2 separate regions of the Gasterosteus aculeatus genome follow, and region 2 is linked to region 1. A link is a contact called in public Hi-C data. All regions are on one chromosome and are shown on one strand. Each heading gives the region's core, a stretch centred on a gene start, on an enhancer-like site or on the middle of the called end of the contact. The rest is flanking DNA. Distances are from core to core; before and after follow the strand shown.

Region 1 (7,241 bases), core at 1,693-4,192:
GTTCTGAGCATCAATGGACTGGTCTCTGTAAGAGTCAGTGTGCTGGTGCCAGAGCTGATTGACCTTCAGACCCTCTGTCTCTGATCCTGTGCGGTTGTATGAAGTCTTGACAGCGGTGTAATGTTACGGGTTGTTCCATTATTGTAATTGTGATGTTTTTTTTACAGCCGACTCCAGCTGGCTGCCCGGCTGTAAATATTAATTAGCACCTTTGAATCGGCAAGCCGCCAACACCATGATGGGTCAAGTGACAGCAAGAGAGTCTGCCAACAACAGCTGCCGATTGCGGCCTAGCCAACCCTCCAGAGATCTCTGTGGAGACTCGCATCCCAGACAAATCTAAAACCCCTGCAAGACCCCCAACAAGTGTCCTCACCAGAACAGAAACCAAATTTCGTTTATTACCTATTTTTGAGATGAGAAGCCTGATGCCCATCTGGGGTCTGTAGGTGGTAAATTGATAGCTGGAGCAGTTATCTTATCTTAGCATATCTACTGTAAAAATGGTAAACAGCTAGCCTGCTACTGGCCCATCAAAGCCCTTTAAAACACCCAAAAGCACGACTCAATGGGACAACAATGGGCGAGACAAGATTTTACTGGAAGTTCAGGCAAGGTCGAAAACCGGGAGATCAGTCAGTGGGCAAAACAAATCCAGAGGGGCAGGCAGAGAATCCGTAGATGAAAACAGGCAGGGTCAGAACCAGGATGGCAATCAGACAGGCAGAAAAATCCGAAACAGGGCAGGCAGAGAATGCGTGGTCAAAAGGCAGGTAAGGTCAGATCAGATAGACTAATCAAGAAAACGCTGGAAGACTTGGTTTACACACAAGATAATCTGGCAGGGAGCAACAGACGGGATTATATAGTGATTGGCTGACGAGGGGATATGCTGCAAGTGAGACGGGCAAGAGCTGATGTGGGAGGATCTGAAATGACATGAGGGTTAGTAAACATGCAGGCTGGACGAAAAACAAACTAAGATGTGGCCAAATGTGTGACAAGAAGAGGGACGCTACTGGTTCAGACTAGTTTTAAATGGGCTGGTCAGATTTGAGGTTTTAGGCTATTGTACATAATCATCAACTACTGGAAAGAAACATCAAAGTGTCGGTAGAAGCTACCAGAAGGGTCTCTGAAGGTCTTTTGAGAATCTTCTGAAAACCTTCATATAACGAAATTAACGGTGACCCGCGAGCTGGTTCAACCGGGCAGAGAGAGCTCCACATCCTGTGCTGCACATCACACACACAAGCCCCCATGGAGAACCCCCTCTCAGTGACCGATTAGATCTGGTCCAGACCAGATTCTACCTGGCGTTCGTTCGCTCCCTTGATCTCTCATTTAGTGGTGGAAAGAGAAACACAACACATGGCCTTCATTCCTCACGCCTGCTTCTCAAATAAATATAAAACTAAATAAATACAACCAGAGAGAACCAAGGGACCTCTTATGCCACCATCTGGCCATCTGTGTTCTCTAAGACGAATCGCTCCATATTTATTGAACTTTTAGGATCAAATCTGTCTTTAAACTTATCTTACACGGGACTTCCACCAGTTCATCCGGTGGAATTCTACGTACGAGGCCGTGGACACTAAGCAAGACTTTTGGATCTGCTGTACTTGCTGGGACAGGTTCCACCCACAGGGCAGCAAAAAAATTGTCTTACACACAAACATTATAAATGATGCCCCTGTGCCTGAAAAAACAAACTGGCATTCACGCAGGATCTCAGAGCTCTGATTGGAGAAACACAAAAACAGTTGCAGAAATACACGTGTGGCGCAATTATAACGACAGAAAAGCCATTTATCCCCGTGGGAAGATAAACACATGGGACAGGTCAGTTCAAACAGAGGAGGGGAAGGCGGGGAAACACAGCAGGCCGGGCTGGCACTCCTAAAGCAAACCCACACAGCTGGACCTCAACTTTTCCCCCCTAACTCAACTAAATTGAAAAATCCTGGCTAGTATTTGTTAGCGATGGAAACAAAAATCAAAGACGCAGGGTCATTCACAGAGTACGAATGTTAAGTGTAACATATTTATTTATAGTCAGAGATTCTGAGGTTTCTTCTCTGTGTTGTTCCATTGCTTCATTCTTCATTCCAGAGCTAAAATCATGTACATATACAGTAACCGTGCCATCTATGCACCTTCCCCCTTTGACCACTGGATGGCGCAAAAAGCTAGTCTTCAAACTATATGTATATGTATATAGAACATTTATATTTATATATTTAAATTAAATTACGTTTTTTTACTTAGGGGTTGGTTCATATAATTAATAGCATGATTCAAACATTATCATATTCTCCAAAATCTGGCAAATGATTTCTCTTTCAGTTGACAGTATTTTCTAATTCATAGGTGATAAAATGTGATGTCTAAAATCCCCTTAATAAAACCCTCTCACAAATATGTCAAAATACTATAGATGGCTTTATTCAATGCTAAGGTTTCTGCTCCGGAAATTATTCAAATGAACACATACTGGACAAGATATTACCACATTTTAGAAAACAGAAAAAAAAATCCGAAATCAACTATGGGATGTTCAGAAAAACCAAAAGGCTACGCTGTGCTTGGTAGATAAAATATCATTGTGGTATTAGTTATTGAGGGTTGAGTAGAGTGCATTATATGTATTATGCTAGATAATTACATAATTGTACAAGATATGCCGTTTTATTCTTTTTATGGTGGGTTTCTCAATAGAATTTTTTTTTTTTTTAAATACTAATTTACAGTTCTGCTGGTAAGTGAGCATTGGGGCCTGACAAATACACACTATGAATAACCATAAGGTCAGGTCATCATTCTGTGTGTCATCTGACCACAAGGACCAAAGGGCTCTGACACATATGTGCTCCTTCCTCATAAAACACTGTCCAAATTAAACTGAGTGTAAGGCTCTGTATGTGTCTGTGTGTATATGTGTGGACTTTGAGTCCTTTATGGATAAGTGGATTCTTGCAATATTATCACCAAAATGTTGATGGTGTTGAGACAAACCATGGAGCTTTGGCAAACTTTGATCCAGTGGTGACCACTCAGTGTCTCTCACACACACACACACACACACACACACACACACACACACACACACACACACACACACACACACACACACACACACACACACACACACACACACACACACACACACACACACACACACACACACACAGGTCTGAATGGCTGTCTGTTCTGCTTGTCTGAAGTAACCAAAGGCTGCCCAGGACAAAGGGGGGAGTGACAGGCCTCTGTGATTGGTCACGGAAGACTTTGACTGACATGTGAGAGCAGCTGGAAGGAGTGGGTGGAGCAGGCACAGTCAATGGGAGCCGCAACGCCAGTTGAGTCTGGTGTTTTTATGTTTGTATGGGGGTTCCACTTGATGTAAAAACTAAAATCTTTAATTGAATTTCCCCTCAATCTTGTCTTTGTGCATTATGGAAGAAATGTGTGTCTCTCTCTGACAGTGAGATTCATGTTGAGAGGATGACCTCAACGGGCGGTTTGGACATCTTACACAAAACATACTTTTCATTTCCTTGCCGTTTTCTTAATTTCAGCAAAACATACCAATTTCCATCCCATACATTTTTTTTCAAAATAAACTTCCATCTGCGCAGGAAACCACTCATTTGGGGTTAAGCAATAGAACAGCTTCATTACGTTTGGGAACCGAGGGTGGTTTGGCTTATTATGGAAGTAACGTGATTTAAGCACAGAAAAACAAAACAAATCTTTTTCAATTGTTCCCTTTGGAGTGAAATCCATCTCACGCATTTGACCTATAAATTTGCAAAAAGTTACAAAGTCCTTGTTGCACCGATGAAAAAAGAAACATTGGGAAGAAGTGTGGAAACATGTCTGTCAACCACAGTTGGATGCCAGTTGTCTTTTATCTTTCACTGCAGGCCATTCACATTTGGAAATCACTCAAACTGGAGGCAATGTGGATTAAATTGGGATGATTTCCAACTCAATAGTATTGCGCACAACTGCGGTTTCACATCAGCGGTGTGATTTATGTACGTGGGATGGAGTCAAAAGATTAAAAATTACAGAATGTCACTCAAGACTTAACAAAAACACTGATATCAAATATTGTCCTACAATGTTGAAGTTACAAATAAATAACTTATTTTTATGCATAAGAATATCATATCAACTAACTTCACAGAAACAAACAGTAACTTCAGCATCAAATGATGATGATTGTAGGTATGAGAGCCACTCTTGGCAGTGTGATTGACAAATGTGTGTGTGAGAAAGAGAGAGAATTTATGAGAAAAACACAGCTAATTGCAAACACGTTTTAAAGGCTGAGGTCTGCATCTCTTCGTGTCAAATTACACACTGACACACACACACACGAACACCCACACACTAAGTCATTATTCCCTGCATAAATGTAGAGCCCATCATTAACGTACAACAGTTTTAGAGGCATCATTCACACACACACACACACACACACACACACACACACACACACACACACACACACACACACACACACACACACACACACACACGTTCAAGCTAATCATGAGCCTGTGTTCATTTATAATCAATCTCAAAAGCCTGACACTAGCTGTAAATAAACAGACCAGTGTGTGTGTCTGTAATTTCTATATGCCTGATGTGAAATTGGAAGCAGGGAAGTAGTCCCGGCATCTATCCATCATTTTGACCGTGCCGCAATCCACGTGCCGTGATTTGCCTACTCATTCCGCGTGTGTGTGTCACATCCCTGATTGGTTGTAATGTTTAACACATGGCTGCATGGCAAAGTTGAATTTCCCCTCCAACGCACACACACACACACACACACACACACACACACACACACACACACACACACACACACACACACACACACACACACACACACACACAGTGATGTTAAAGTTCTCGGTTTGTTTTGTTGTGCGGGTACCAATGTCATTTTTGGGAAGTTTGGAGTTGAAGTTTCTTGCTCAGGAGCATCAGATGCTGGCAGCTGACATTACTCAGTGACAGTCACAATAAGGGCTGGGTAGTGGTTATAAAATCACAAAAGCGGCCCTCAAAGTCCTGCATTTGTGATTTGTTATGGTTCTTGTAAGTCAAAAACGTCATGCTTGAGTAACTAGAATGAACTTCCTTGACATTGTATCGTCACAATGTAATGCCGGCTCTCTATTCCCAGCGCAACTTCAAAAAGGAAGACGAATGGACAGGGCATTGAAAATCCAGAGAAGGGAGGGATGGTGGGGACTGGCTCATTAGCATTTAAAGGAACAGGCACTAAAAACAGATCACTCTGTCTCACAGAATGGCTGTTTTAGACAGGGCAAAAAGGGTTCTGTTTTGAATGATGATTGTGGTATTTTGACCAAAGTATCTTACAGACATTTCATTTAGACCCAAAGGAACCATATCAACTTGTGGTACAATGGGCATATGATGAACCCTTTAAAACATCGACAATCCCCGGCTATTCTTGGTTTTACACGGCCTGTATTTGAGCCGGAACCTCTTCTTCGGTAGTAGTCTGAAGAGTTGTGACTTGTATTTAGTGACTGATTGTAGACCTGTAGTTTGCAATGACTGAACGAGTCCCCTTGAGGACGCCCGTTAACGGGATACGCACACGGGGCGGTAAAAGTCCACTCTCTCCATCTTCTCCTCCAACCATTCATTCCCAGATGGACAGATTGTCTTGGCGCTCACCCTCCGGCCACATTTGACCTGGAAGTGCTGTGATTGGTCCGAAGGTCACACGGCCACTTCTCATTGGTAGAGAGTTCATTTCAATGGCCCCTGTACCTCCCACACCCATCCGTCAATGTCCACCATGGATTCTGTTGACATTATAATAAAAAGTCAGAGTGTGTGTGTCTTTATGTCTCAATTCCTGCATGAATGTGCATTTTCATTATCTTTGTCTTATTTTCATTATACCAACCACTGCTTCATTGTTGTTGGCGTTGTTTTGCATTGGCAAAATACACACTTATTGGAACAGTCGGAATGCCTGAGGTCGTTGGAATGACCACAATAGGTCCAAACAAGAAGATATTTTTGGAGTAATTACTTTTTATTATTATCTGTTATCACAACATGAAGTCATGGAATTTGATACAAAACTCAATTTGTATTACTATTTCTTAAAAATCAACAAATACATGTTTCCACATGTACGTATATTCAATACCATTTAATCGAGTGGTTATGCTTCTAAATTGATCAAAGACTTTTCCTTCACATAAGCTATTGTGGGTTCGGCTTATGTCTAAACGGGTTTTGTCTATTTCTGAAGCATGGCTCGTGAAAATAAAGCTTTATTTCTATGCCCGTTTAGAATGAAAGTGGTGACCATCCTCTGGTCCATTCCCCGGGAAACTTCTTGCAACAGCATATAATGAGACATGAAATGTAAACAACTGTGTGCTTCCTCGTTGTGTTTGTCCCTCTCCTGTTTCAGCATAACCTGCAGATCATTTGGTGCTCACACTGAACCTATTGACAACTCCAATAGATAACCGATGCCTGGGGGGAACCTTTCCAAACTGCTCTATGTCCACTTCTCAGATACAGTGTATATTAATCTAGACCAAACCACAATCTTTTCCTGCTGAGTGACCTTATGGATGTGATACCATAAGGCTATGTAGATGTTCTTCTTGATAGAACATAGAGAAATGCATCCCTTATACTTGGATACTTGTGTTCATCTCACAATTCTGCCAGATAATGGTTGCTGAGCAACCATAAGGCTATGTAGATGTTCTTCTTGATAGAACATAGAGAAATGCATCCCTTATACTTGGATACTTGTGTTCATCTCACAATTCTGCCAGATAATGGTTGCTGAGCAAACACACCGCTGGGGAAGCATCGACTGTTTTCTGCATTCTGGTAATTAAAGGGTAATTAAACTGGCGGCCTTGTGTCTGAGTGTACTGTGAGTGTGTGTACATTCGCTTTGTATATGGGTGTGTCCACACACGTGGATGACTGTACTCCCTCACTTTGTCTTTCAGTTTGTGTGCTTGTGCAGGTGATTGTTTTTTTACATAAACATAAAATAAAATAACATAAACCACGAGGCACTCAATGCTGGGGTTGGGACCTCCCTCTTCAAGTCACAAGACAATTAACATGATTTAAAAAAAACAGTTGTCTGTACACAAGAATAGATGTTTGGTAAAGTCTCTCCAATCAAGTTTACTGGCCCCAGT
Region 2 (7,241 bases), core at 3,018-5,517, 70 kb before region 1:
AGCCTACTTTTTAAAACCATAGGAACAACAAGTAACCCAGCATCTATGGAGCGCAGCTGCCTTGTAGGGCAATAAGGTGTTACAAGCTCTTTAAGATAGGATGGTGCCTCACCAGCAAGTGCCTTGTAGGTGAGGAGAAGTACCTTAAAATTCTTGATTTAACAGGGAGCCAGTGCAGAGAAGTTAATACAGGAGTGATATGATCCCTTTTCTTAGTTCTTGTTAATACACGTGCTGCAGCATTCTGAATCAACTGGAGAGGCTTAAGAGATTTACAAGAGCAGCCTGATAACAAAGAATTACAGTAGTCCAGTCTGGAAGTGACAAACGCATGAACTAATTTTTCTGCATCACTTTGAGACAGGAAGTTCCTGATTTTTGATATGTTACGTAGATGAAAATAGGCAGTCCTTGAAGTCTTCTTTATATGCGAGTTGAAGGTCATATCCTGGTCGAAGAGAACTCCCAGATTCCTGACGGTGCTGCTGGGTACCAGAGCAATTCCATCCATAAAAATTGTATCACGTGACAGCTGTCTTCGAAGGCGCTCTGGGGATATCAAGATAACTTCTGAGTTTAGCATCAGGAAGTTGCCGGTCATCCAAGTTTTGATGTCTCCAAGACATTCTTGAAGTCTAACTAGCTGGTCCGTCTCTTCTGGCTTGATCGACAGATACAGTTGAGTATCGTCTGCATAACAATGGAAGTTTATGCGGTGTTTCCGGATAAGATCGGCCAAAGAAAGCATATAGAGGGTAAATAAAATCGGTCCAAGTACAGAACCTTGTGGGACTCCGTGACCAACATTGGTGGTCTTTGAGGATTCACCGTTTACAAGCACAAACTGGGATCGATCCGATAAGTAGGATTTAAACCAGCTGAGTGCAGTTCCTTTGATACCAATTAAATGTTCTAGTCTCTGCATTGATGAGACATCCATGAGAAGAAACGGTAAAATCCGATCATGTGCTGTACGATTGCCGTCTGGATTTGTGTTTAGGAGACCTGTACAGTCACTCTACCCGCTGGAAGTGGATGAACATAGACTGAAGAAAAGTTCATCGGGCCGGAGTATGTTGTGGCTATATTGCATGTCCCTAATTACTGTCATTGCAGATTGTTTGGCTCTACCAATGGAGACGCTTCCACGGTAATAGGGAGTTGACCAGGTGTGACGTATGTATCCATGTATGGACATACCTGATTGAAGTGGGCGTGGCTTCTCTGGATTACCCAGGATAAAAGAACCAGAGGCGCGTCGCGGGTGTTGGGAGAACAGACAGACTCCACAAGGCCTTTGTTCCCGAGAGGCCTTTTCCCCGCGCTTATTAGAGTTGAAAGTTAATAGACAATAAAATGATTTCATGCAAACCAGAAAACTCTTCTTATTGGAATCATTCCTTGAACTTAACAAGCCCAGCCCATCCCAGCAACTCCAGCACCACGCCCACCTGCCGCACATGCGCCGCCCAGGTGGTGCTGTGGATAATGACATCATCCAAGTAGGTTGAATCCAGTGTCGGGCATTGGGTAGGCCTCGAACCGTGACACATCATTCACCCTGCGATAGTCCACGCAGAACAGTACAGATTCATCCTTCTTAGCCACAAGGACAATGGGACTGCTCAAGGCACTGTTGGACTCTTCTATTACCCCCAACTCCAACATACTCACCAATTCCCCCCGAACCACTTCTCTCTTGTGTTCGGGCAAACTCCAAGCTTTCAGAAGGTTCAGGTGGTATATCTGCGTATCTCCGCCCCTGTCAGACTGCACCACCTTATAGTCGACGTCCCCCATCTGCCGTGTCACCTCAAAGGGCCCTTGCCACTTAGCCAGGAGTTTGGAGTTGGAAGAAGGTGTGAATCGTCGCAGCCTGGCTCCTCTGTCGTTCTCCCGTGACATCCGGCCCAATGTGTCGAGCTTTGCTCGCAGGTCAAGGACGTACTGGATCTCGTCTTGCCGGGGCTCGGGACCCTTCCTCACAGTTTTCTTTAATTAGGTCCAGTACCCCCCTCTGTGTCCTGCCAAACAGAAGTTCAAAGTGGAGAAAATCCCCTGGAGGCCTGGGGAACCTCCCACACTACAAACAACAGAGGGTCAAGCCAGTGATCTCAATTACGTTCATCTTTGCTAATAAATTTACGGATCATGGACTTCAGAGTCTTATTCATACTTTCCTCCAGCCCAGGACTAACACAAAGCGATATCCGCGTGCGCTCCGGTGAAATGGCCCGATGAGGTCCATGCCGATCCGCTCGAACGGAACCTCCACCAACGTAGAGGACCCAACGGCGCCCTCGGAATGGCTGGAGGGTTCACTAATTGACACTCCGGGCAGGACGCGCACCGGCAGCGCACGTCACCCCGGATGCCTGGCCAATAAAATCGTGTCATTATCCGGTCTAGCCTTTTTTCGTACCCCTTTTAGGCACCAGCAACTGGGTGTTTTGAGTGTCACGACTCACCTCACCTCACGTCGCTCCCGGACCGGGTGAAGGTGCTGGAACGCCGGCAACTCGGATCACCTGTCCCACCTCCATCAGCGGGCAATCTCTCCGGCGGTGTCCGAACCGCCCACATCTCCAACACTCCTGCCCCGGCGCTCGAGAAACTCCCTGTAGGCTGGGAACGGCGCCTGCGTCGCCTAGGGTCGGTGGGTCGCGAGCTGGGGAGAAGGGCGCCCGCCGCGGAGCCGGTATGGGTTACTCGGTTGGCCGCGGTGCAGCCCCTAGTCGGGCCGACGCCGGCGGGCTCTCCCGGTCCCCTTGCCCGCTGGAATGCACCGCCAGGTGGTCCTCCGCCAGGGTGATAGCTGCCTCCAGGGTCATTGGACAGTGGTACCGGATCCACTCAGCCGTCCGGGCCGGGAGCCCCTCCCCGAACTGCTCCAGCAGCACCTGCGCCATCACCTCTTGGACCCCTCCCGCACCGTCCGGCTGCAGCCACCTCGTGGCGGCGTCCTTCAGCCACTCGTATGCGGCGTATGCGAACGGTCGGTCCTGCGGACCCAGCCTGGCTTTGAGGAACCTCCGCCGGTGGTCCTCCGGCGACATCCCCAGTCTGTCCACTACGGCCTTTTTAATGTTGGCGTAGTCGCGCCGCACCGCCGGTGGCAGCCCCATGGCCGCGATCTGCGCCTCCCCGTTCAGGAGAGGCAAAAGCCGGACCGGCCACTCCCTCGCCGGCCAGCCGCATGCCTCCGCAGTCGCCTCGAAGGCCTCCAGAAACGTCTGGACGTCATCCCCCGCCGCCATTCGGTGGAGCGTGAGGCCGGCGAGCACTGCAGGCCCCTGTATTGGTGGCGCGGCCACGGGCCGGGCAGCCAGCTGTTCCAGCGCCTGGGCCTCAGGTGGAGTCACCCACCTGGGCCTGGAGCGCCCCCAGGAACTGCCGGTTGGCCTCCGCCTGCTCCCTCTGGATTTGCCGCCAGTCCTCCGATCATCGCCACAATGGTCGTCGTCTGCCATGTCCACCCCCCAGCCACGTTGGGTGCCACTGTAACGTGTGGGTCTATGGGGGTCCCGGAATAACGAGGATGCAGCTGATGGTTTCAGTGCTATTTCAAAGACGTTGATGTATTGCATTGCAGAAATGCTGTATGCTGAAGTGAACATGACCAGCTTGCAAATGCTGTTCAACAGGCGAAAGCTTCCGCTTGTGAAAACTAATTTCACAAATTTTGTGACTTGTCTCCCTTTCAGTTTGTTTTCAATTCCTGAAAGTTAATTGTAACGTCCTGTTCACTCCAAAAATTTATTTTCAGCATTCCTAATAACTCCCCTCCTGTGTAACTTCTGGTTGCAAAAAAGCAAGATGGCAACAGCCAAAAATGAAAGTGATCTTAGCCAAAATGCTGAAACACCTTGTTTATTTTCCTGCACAATCTCTTGCTGCTCACTCCAGTCCAGTTGGAGGCGGTAATGCAGTCAAAGCTTTTTTTAAATTTGTATATATTTGTTAAACAGCCAAATTAAAAAGGTATTTACAATCAAGGCCTCATAACATGTTTCAGTCATCAGGAAAAGTTCTGCCTCAAATTGAGCAAGAACGTAATCAAATCAAATAGGATAATAATAGAATTCAAACAAAAACAAATAAATAAATAAAATAAAATAAAATATATTTAGCAGGGCTATCTCATTTTAACTTGAAGCCTTGAAAATTGGTTCCTTTTGCTAAGTCTAATTCCAAATATTTAAACTCACCCTTGCAACATAATTGTTAATAAAAAACAGTAAACTCTAATGGAGAAGACTTCAACTCCCACATTGCATTGCCTACCAGACCATCCGGTGACGTGGCGTCCGGTGGCGCTGTTGGCGGGCAGAACCGGGTCGGTGTTGGTTGTTAGCGACGCCGAGGCTATTGTGTTTTTCGGTAGCTTAACACATTGGGGGTAAAGCTCCACCCGAAGCACGCCACTCATTCCCGGGGCAGTTGTGTGTCTACTTGTGAGTAATCACGGTGCTTTCACTCGGACCGACCACGAGCCCACACAGCCGCTCCGAAGCATTCTCTGAAAAGGTAAGGCTCTCGTTAGGTTAGCTAGCTACTAGCGGGGAGAACGCGCCAGCCATGTTGCCCTGTCCCTGTGGGAGAGGTGGTGGAGCTGCTCGTTTGCCCGCTCCGGCGTTAGGTGAATGCAAAATATTCCGTGTATATCAAATTAAACGTCAATTTCTGGAATGCTCCCCCATCCTTATGCATTGAGTGTGTTGTGCGTGTTGCTAGAATGTATGGCATGCATGGTGACAAAATCCACGTTCAGTATGCCTGCTTAGACGATTCTCTTATGCAATTATAACTCGGAAACCCTTTTCTTTCAGTAATAGCTTAACGTTAATTTGCACACATTTGTGCAATTTTGCGGCTGCCGCGCTTTTTTTCTTCTGTGGCTGCAGTCTGCAAATCACGCGCATGGTTATTCCGTAGAGATGGAGGAGGGGGAGGGAGATCCTAACCTCCTTCTCCAACCACTAAACGTTAGAAAGGAGGTTAGGATCTCCCCCAGGAGACTGGCCGTCAAGCACTTGTTGTCTTGAACCATTGGTCATTTCCATGCACTGATTTGTGCTATTCTTTTGGCATCGTTTCATAACGGAAATGACGCTATGCCCGTTAAGGTAAACACAGCGCTCAGGTGTCACGTCGTATAACTCATACAGGTATTTTATATACACCAAGGTCCCTGGTAGGCTGTATGCTATCAAGTATGTGTTGTCCTGTAGATTATTCTCTCGTCCATTGTTATCTCTATACACGCACGAGTGAATGCTCTTTAGTCCGTTTTTGTGTGGGGAAGTAGCTGCTATACACATTTGCACGTGGCACCAATTTATCTCTGAATACAGACTGCAGTGGATTTCTGCTCATGTAAACTGTAAAAACATTGTCCAAATTTCAGGGAAGTTGAAAAAAATGAAGTAATGTGTCAAACATATAGTTGATATGTCAAGTGAAAATATTGCATTATACCACATGGTAAAAAAAACAACCTGTCTTAAGGTTTTGCTGTGAAAATGTGTTTTTTTTCAGTTAAAGCTGCAGACGCACTGATCTGACCTCTTCAATACAATCCTCAGGCATTAAGTCTTGCCTCGGATCAGCACAAAAGGCAGCAGATATAACCTCTTCCTTGATCACACTGTTTTTGCTGTCAATGCTAATTACGAATTACTCAATGATGATTGCTCTTAGTATGGAGCCAAATCCAGATCCAAAGTTTTGTTCATTTGAAAAACAAATGTGAACCTGAAAGTTTTGATGTTGAACATTGGGGAAAAAACAATAATCAAAATGAAAAATCAGTGGACGAAAAATATTTTCGCGACGAATATAGTTTTGACTCGGCTCTATTTTTTTTAAACAAATTTTTTCAATCTGTTCACAAGACAATGTCCTAACTGAACATCTACCAAATTACTTCTACGTTCACAAATATCTTATTCTACATTCACTACCAGGCTGGTGATATGTCAACTAATCTCTATATCAGCGATTCCCAAAGTGTGGGTTTGAGTTATCTAATATGCACCATATTTCTCATATAGCATGAACTTCTCACCCTGTAGTTATAGCGGTACCTGGTGACAACAGGAAGATGAACGTATTTTTTTTTTACAACTCAACCGTTGTGACTACTCCACATCATTGGATTCTTTCCAATTTACACATGTTTGATGAGACTAGCTATTGATTTTTTCCTTTTAAATCTAATCTGAAATTGACCAGATCTAGTCTTGTGATTAAGATTTGGGCTCATGTATGGTATTTTGAGAGGCTTTCATTTTGGAATAGTACATCAGAATGTCCTGCTTATCCCTGGGTGACACCTTGGGGATGTGTACACTCTGCCTTATGTGGAATCATCATGTAACTATTGATCGTTTCCTTTTTAAATACCATCTGAAATTGATAAAAAGGCTGGTAAATGAGATTTAAGAAGGTTTGGTAATGTATGACATAGGGCTGCAACTAACGATTATTTTGATAATCGATTAATCGATAAATCGGATCAAAAAATCTGCATTAACAAGCTTTAATTTCCAACCCTTTATTCTAAAACAGCAAATTCACATTGCAAAAATACTTTAGAAAGTACAAGTTGCTCCTTAAACATAATTTATAAAAAAGAAAAATACAAATCAGAAAATTTAACAGGATTTGTTTTAACGTCAGAACTTGTTCTCTATACTACACACACAAACTCTCACTCACAAACACACCCCCACGTTCACGTTCACGTACAGCTAAAAAACAAGTGCTATGAGATGAGTTTAAAATGGAATTTGTAAATAAATGCATTAGAGGCTTCTTAGTTGACTTAATGGATCACTGGGTGTCTCCCTTTACAGGCATAACATCAACTACCCTGTAACCAACACTATATGCGCACACGCACTGGACTACCGTTTATGACCGCATTAAAACACACAGAACACACACAAATATATTTGTCAACAATAACCGATATGGGACAAAGCACGAAATATATACAAGACAACAGATTGAAAAATGAATTGTCCAAAAGAGGCGAGTAAATAAAAACATCTTAGTCTTGCTAACTGCTTTACTGCGGTTATTAGCGAGCTAACGCTAGCTTGATCAGCTGGATGATGAGTAAACTGGAGGCTCGTTACGTTCCTCACGTCAACACGGGACAACGTGGTGCTCCCGTGCAACATTCCTTCCCCCCAATGCTCGCACACCTTGGACGACTAGTCGAACAGACGTCTCTG

Evidence for each region. Hi-C and Micro-C count contacts between places; a contact is called where the count stands out from the background.
Region 2: a contact with region 1 is called in a Hi-C map of blood and trunk muscle, with 2.3 times the contacts expected there. The contact joins the promoter of cbx1a here to the enhancer-like site in region 1. A contact is called at or near these places in 6 of 6 Hi-C or Micro-C datasets (blood and trunk muscle, liver, skeletal muscle and 2 more).

What each region holds. Positions count from the first base shown.
Region 1 is chr11:2,567,667-2,574,907 of fGasAcu3.hap1.1, reverse strand. No RefSeq gene overlaps it. Among protein-coding and RNA genes, the nearest start is that of trnak-cuu, 5.9 kb to the left of the region's middle. Within about 2 kb of position 2,942, at least 1 of the 9 cell types and tissues checked has open chromatin away from gene starts, as enhancers often do.
Region 2 is chr11:2,639,333-2,646,573 of fGasAcu3.hap1.1, reverse strand. cbx1a (chromobox homolog 1a (HP1 beta homolog Drosophila)) reads left to right here and starts at 4,267. Exons shown (of 5, transcript XM_040190859.2): 1 at 4,267-4,527.